Linked DNA regions of Mus musculus: region 1 is linked to region 2. The links are chromatin contacts, called in public Hi-C maps. All regions are on one chromosome and are shown on one strand. Each heading gives the region's core, a stretch centred on a gene start, on an enhancer-like site or on the middle of the called end of the contact. The rest is flanking DNA. Distances are from core to core; before and after follow the strand shown.

Region 1 (3,018 bases), core at 350-2,849, 960 kb before region 2:
GGCTTTTACCTGCTCAGCTATATCCCTAGCCTGTTTGTTTCTTTTTAAAGTTGCAACCTCTTTTCCCTAAACATTTATCATTTTTTAACAGGTACATAGCTAGGTTCTCAGGATGTCCACTATACTTTATATATATATATATATATATATATATATATATAACTTTACTCTGTGAACCACACTGGGAACTTCTGGAAGAGTAATATGTACCATACCCTTGATTGCTCTTCCATCTCTCCAGCTCTTAAAACAGTCTTTGGCTGAGCAACTTACTGACTGTGGGAAGAGAGACGACTAAATAGTTAGAACAACAAAACAGCAGCCAACACTTTCCACCTTTTACTGTGAACTGTTTCAAACACATTACCTTAGCTGTTCAATTAGTGTTTACCTCAGCATGCAGTAGGCACCACCTCTAATTTTCCAAAGTTTGAAAATGAGTGAGGAATTCTGAAATTCAGAATGATAATTAAACTTCATGGCTCACCTATCTACTAAATCGCCAACCTGGGCTTCAGCCTTGGCTATAGGCTAACTGAAACTTGTAGCATGTCTTCTATCCTCCGTACTGCTGGGTAAAGGCTGAGACTCTCAGTATTGATGGAACCTTCCTCTGGAAGGTTCTGGAAGGTTCCTCTGGAAGGTTCCAGGGGAGCTGATATCCAATTCTTGAGAAGTGGAGATCTCTCAGGCAAAGTAGAAAGGGCTATATTCTGCCAAATAAGAGTTTCCCATGAGAGGACATGCCAGAGTCAGCAGGTGTGTGAAGAGGATTTCTTGGGAAAACCACAGCAACTCTGGAGCCAGAGGTACAAAATGCTATGGTGCTGAGGAGGAAAGTGAGGTCAGTAGGAGCCCAACTGCTATAGAATCTTTTGTTCCAAGTTAGAGAATGTGGACTCTACCCTAAGACCTGTGAGGATCTTCTAATGGCTTCCTTGATTGACATGTAGTTTACTACAGTCTTGTGTATATACTTTCTGATGACTCTGTGTGAAAGGTGACCATTCCAAGGAAGCAGCTGCTTCTTTCCCATGGTTCTGCCTCCACATATCGTGTCTGAAACCTGCACACACTGGGTTTTGGTTATTAATGACATTCACTCATGCACAATGTATTCCATACTATCTCTGGCACACCTATTGTCTTTCATAAGTGAGCTAGGTACTAGGATGACAAAGAGGAAGTGACGTACATGGGTGTGATCACCAGAGCAGGATTTATTGGTAGAAACAGTACATATCTAATCCGAGTTAAAAGCAGCAGGGAAGATGCTGTGTAATGGGTGTATTTGACGGGAAGAGGATGTATGGTCCAAGAGGTAACAAGTGCTGATAGCTAAGAACAGGCGCTAAAGTCACCCTCCTCTGGGTTCAAATCCCAGCTTTGCCCTACATTTGCTATGTGACACCAGGCCAGTTACTGAGTTGCTCTGAGTCTCAGCATCATCATGTAATAACTGCACATCATAACATTAACCACCTCATAAGGTTGCTACGAAGATAAATTGAGTGAACATTTTGAAGTTACTAAGTCCAATATAAAAACAGGAGCCCTGAAGTGACAATGTTCCCCAGTAGATGTCACTGCTACATAGCAAGTTAGGTGAGATAATATCTGTGTTCAGGGCGACCACTTAACCACCCCTTCTGAAAATTGGTGCATAAATGGCTTTACTCTCAAAATACAAAACCCAAAAGAGGGTTTGCAGGCTGGGAGCTGTGCAACAGTGAGGACAGACCCAAATGTAGGGCAGAGACCCATCACTTCATCAGATTTTCATGAATGTTCCAAGCTTTCTCTATATTGGTTCTCTTGTAGAACACATTTTTCTCTAGGATTCTAAGAAAGCATGGATTGAATTCCATCAGCCATGCCAGAGAGCACAAATCTTTCATGAGGAGGTCTGTGGATAATGACTGGTTGAGCTTCCAAAGGTGCTAACATGGAGAGGTAGGAGAAGGTAGCAGGCACAGAACCTTGAGAGGTAGCAGCAGGTGACTTTGGAGAGGGGCGACTTTGTGACAGCTAAGGTTGACGTTATTGCTTTCTGTTCTATGAGCCAGGAAAGGTCAAAATGAATTTGTTCAGAGTTTCCTCATGTCCTGTAGAACTCAGCACAGCTGGGGATGAGATTTCTTTCTTGTTCTCTATTCTGACATGGCCAGACTTCAAGGTAAAGTTGATGGGCTAAAAGCAGAGAGGTCACCACACACTCCTTTCCTTAGACTTGCATAGAACATTTCCTGTGGGCTTGGTTTTTGTGTTGCATGAAAGGATACAGAGCTGAATAATTCATGCCTAGTTTCTTCCAGCTGTTTACAGTCCAGGCTTTAGTGGGAGAGACAGGCATGTCCTACTGTGGAGGCAATGGAACATTTTACACAGTATTTTAAAAATGCTAACAGAGTTTTGAAGAAGAAGTTGAGATAACATATGGTCTTTGTTTTGCAGGATGAGTAGGAGTCTGTACTTTTTAGAAAAGGGAAACACTCTGGGTAGAAATATCATCACATATGCATCTTAATGGAAGAACAAGGAGTGGTTGCTCTGAGCTGAAGGTCTGGATGCTTGGCTAAGAGATGAGATCTGCCTTGAGCTTCAACAAGGTATACAGTGGCACTGAGAAAGACTGGCGCTCTTATCCACAGAATCAGAAAGTGTTTCAGTCTTGCAATTACCTTTCCACATTGTGGAATCAATTCGTTCTATAACTTCTACTTCCTAGATTGGTATTTAATGCTAAGTTTGCTCTGCACAAGCTTGGTCTGAGAGGGTAGAGGAAAGTCCTGTTCTTTTTCTTATAATACTTAAAATAAATGTGTGGTGGTCTCCCCTATTAGTTCTCTGCTGATACCACAAGACCAACAGGATGTCCTAGGGCTCAACTCAGTTCTGACACTTAATACCTGAAGTTAGCATAGAACCAACTTGTAGAGGGCTCAGTTTGCATTTCCAAGGTCCCATGTTTTTGTTGCCTTTTCTACTGATTGGGACACTGCCCTCCCTGTTCCAGTG
Region 2 (3,001 bases), core at 180-2,679:
GCATCTCCGTTATGAAATATGGTGAAACTCCCCGGTAGCTGCAAGAGCTGCCTGCCTACACTGGGTTTTTTTTCCATGGAGCCCACTGGGCGGCAGGCAGAGAGATCTGCCTCGGCGGCGAAAGCTTGGGGGGGGGGATGACAGAAGCCATCGGCTCCCAGAGGCACTGTAGGCTCCTAATTCACAATTATTTTTTTTTCTCTGTAGCTAATTTTTGTTAAGTATAGGAATTTCAGGAATCTTTCAGGAATTAGGGGAGAGTGCTCTTTCCTGAAATATGAAACATCTGCTCTTGGTCTCCTCGCGGACAGCCACTGTCTAGAGCAGGGGGAAAAAATCCCCACCCCCACCCCCCAAAAAAGAGGAGAAAAGAGTTGATATAAAGCAGACAGACATTGCTTCCAACAACACCCTGCCCCCACCGCATTTATTAATGAGAAAATAAATTTAGGGCCCAAGGTGTCAGACTGGTCACCAGGCATCTCTTACCGTTGGCTTTTGCTTCTTGACCCTCTGAGAGAGGAGAAAAAAAAATTCAATCTTTCAGAGTGTGAAGGCTACTCCCTGCCATTTACCATGCTCCAGAAAGTTAGGAGATATTTCTTACTCTTCTTTGTTTGTTTGTTTGTTTGTTTGTTTGTTTGTTTATCTATTGCATCAGTGTCTGTCTTCCTATTAGCCATAGGCACAAACACCTAGGGAATAGGTTGCAGACAGTTTGTCCAATAGCCACTCTAGGTATGCAAATTCTGAAAGTACTATTTACAAGTCCTGCCAGCCTCCTCTCCCCTCTCATTGGAGTCTTGCCATCCTCTACCACACATTATTTCTCTCAGTGCTTACATACATGCACCTATGCACGCACGCACTCGCACACACACACACTTGCGCACGCGCACCTCCAGCGCCCTGGATTCCCTGAGGTCCAAATGTCTGGGGACTGCTCTTTGGTTACATCAGTGAGAATCTTGTGGATTTCGTGAGACCCTCCATGGCCTCTTCACTGGGCTTGGCGAGCGTTTGGGGCCAGGCAGGAAAAGGAAGCCACAGAGACTCTCCCTATTTGGTTTTGGTACACCCTAACAGCTAACGCAGTGTCTGACACACATTGGACACTCAGTTTGTTCAGGGAAACATCGTGAGCAGCTGGAAGATCCTGTGAAGGAGAAGGAAGGAAAGACATCAGCCGGCCTTTGAGCATTTAGAGCAGAGAAAGACAGCTCATGGTTGGTCAGGGCAAAGGCTTCTTTCTAATCTGGTGGTAGAGCCACCGGACACTTTCCACTCCTGAAACTCTTTGAACCAGAGGCTTGGCACAAATTCCTGGATCCAAGTTCAAGGGTCCAGCCTTGCTCCCCTGGACAGCTCCCTTTGTCTGTGAGATTTGGTATTAAGGCTGTGGCTGCCTCCTCTTCTGCTTGCCTTCCTGCTCCTCTCTAATGAGCACACTCTGGCGCCAAGAAAGCTCCCAGCCACAGAGAAAAAGACTCAGGGGACTGGATTGTGAGGGACAAGCAAGCTCTGAGCTTGGAGGGTGGTCTGGGGGGAGGGGGGGCTCCCTTGTCTTCTTTGAAGCATGGAGGGGCTGGTTCCAGGGCTCTGTGGGAAAGCCTTTTGAAGACTGGTACTCTTGGGCCATGGGGCGCCACTATCCTTTAGTTGAGGGGGTCCCTGTTTTGTTCCAAAGAAGATGTGGTAGGGTTAACATAAAAGCTGCAGTTAACTAGGAACCCAGTGGTCTGTGTGGCTGCTCTGTTAATTGCTTGGTGAATTAAGCCCAGGAGGCATGAGGGGTGGGTGGAGAGAGCTGTTTTGAGAGGTTAAGGTCCTTGTAGACAGACTGATGCTAGGGTTATACTTGGGTGGAAACAAGCAAGCTGAATACCAGGAGAGCTACCCACAACCAGCTGACATGCTGAGCCCCTGTGACCTTAGTCAAGGCCTGCCCTGAGGATCACAAAAATGGTCTCTCCCCTGAGCAAGACTAGCTGGCGGACCATACCCGCCTGGCTCCCAGGCCACAAGTATCTGTACACATTTGGCCCTGGAGGGTCTGTTTGTATGCTCTTCTTTCCTTCAAGCTTGAGCTGAGAGATGGGGAAGAAAGAAAAGAGAAACTTCAGATTAAATGTGTATCCAGGACAATGAATTGTATCTCCAGTCAGGCTAGCTTCTATTGTCTAGCTTTTTGTTTTCTGAACTTTCGCTCATCATAAATCCTTTCCCGTCTCCTTTTGTGTGTTCAATTTTTTTTTTAAATTATTATTTGTAACAACTCTTTGTCCTTTGGCCAGTCCATGTCTGTCCCTCCTGACTCTGTAATACACACCACATTTTATCACTTGGGTCCTGATCATAGCCCCAGCCCGTCACTTGGAAACTTCGTGTCTTTAAGTTTTCAAAATTTTGTTTCTTTGGAATATTGTTGTGGGTAAGAGGTCCACTTGACCCTTTCTGAGGTGGTCTGTCTGTCTAGCTTTGCAACAGGCTTCCATTTCTGTCTTTCATATAGAAATCTCAACCCTGTGTGCTTATAACCCTCTTCGTTCCCTCTCTGGTTGTCTGCTTAGGAAAATAGTCTTGCTCCAGAAATTAAAAAAAAAAATGCCCCTGGACTTTCTTGTTTTTGGGTTAAACATTCCTTTACTTTGAGGCACAGAATAAAAATTACTTAGGAGAATAAAACCTGGGGTGACATACCCCACAGGAAGTGGGGACCTGGGCCTGCCTGATTCCTTAGCCGACCAGGGAGTCAGGGGCCTGCACAGCGCCTGGCCTCCTGCTAATGTTTCTTGAATCTCACTTTACCTCCAGCTAGAAGAGAGCTGACAGCCTCCAACAATGGCCTTCTTTCTTGCAGCAGGGCCGGTGTTTTGATAGTGTCAGGTTACACCCCTGCCTCCCCCTGGCCCATTTATAAACCTGACACAGGCAACATGATGTCATGTTACTTTTTTCAGCGTCTCAATGAGGGAATTTTTAACCCCCCAGGTCAGGAGGA

What was found. A called contact is a pair of places that touch in the nucleus more often than the background predicts.
Region 1: a Hi-C map of cortical neurons shows a contact between it and region 2. The contact joins two enhancer-like sites. A contact is called at or near these places in 31 of 484 Hi-C or Micro-C datasets (the C2C12 cell line, the HPC-7 cell line, the N1E-115 cell line and 15 more), 6 of 115 datasets of contacts at active chromatin or transcription factors (embryonic basal ganglia, embryonic fibroblasts, embryonic stem cells and 1 more) and 3 of 9 other capture datasets (embryonic stem cells, embryonic tail and embryonic trunk).

What each region holds. Positions count from the first base shown.
Region 1 is chr1:169,346,497-169,349,514 of GRCm38.p6, reverse strand. No RefSeq gene overlaps it. Among named protein-coding and RNA genes, the nearest start is that of Gm34477, 17 kb to the left of the region's middle. Within about 2 kb of position 1,599, at least 9 of the 459 cell types and tissues checked have an H3K27ac peak or open chromatin away from gene starts, as enhancers often do. A contact at or near this core is called in cortical neurons, where this site is marked.
Region 2 is chr1:168,382,864-168,385,864 of GRCm38.p6, reverse strand. All of the region lies in intron 2 of Pbx1 (pre B cell leukemia homeobox 1), which reads left to right. It overlaps Gm51671 (a long non-coding RNA gene), which reads right to left. Exons shown (of 2, transcript XR_003948152.1): 2 at 1-3,001. Among named protein-coding and RNA genes, the nearest start is that of Gm51671, 38 kb to the right of the region's middle. Within about 2 kb of position 1,429, at least 83 of the 459 cell types and tissues checked have an H3K27ac peak or open chromatin away from gene starts, as enhancers often do. A contact at or near this core is called in cortical neurons, where this site is marked.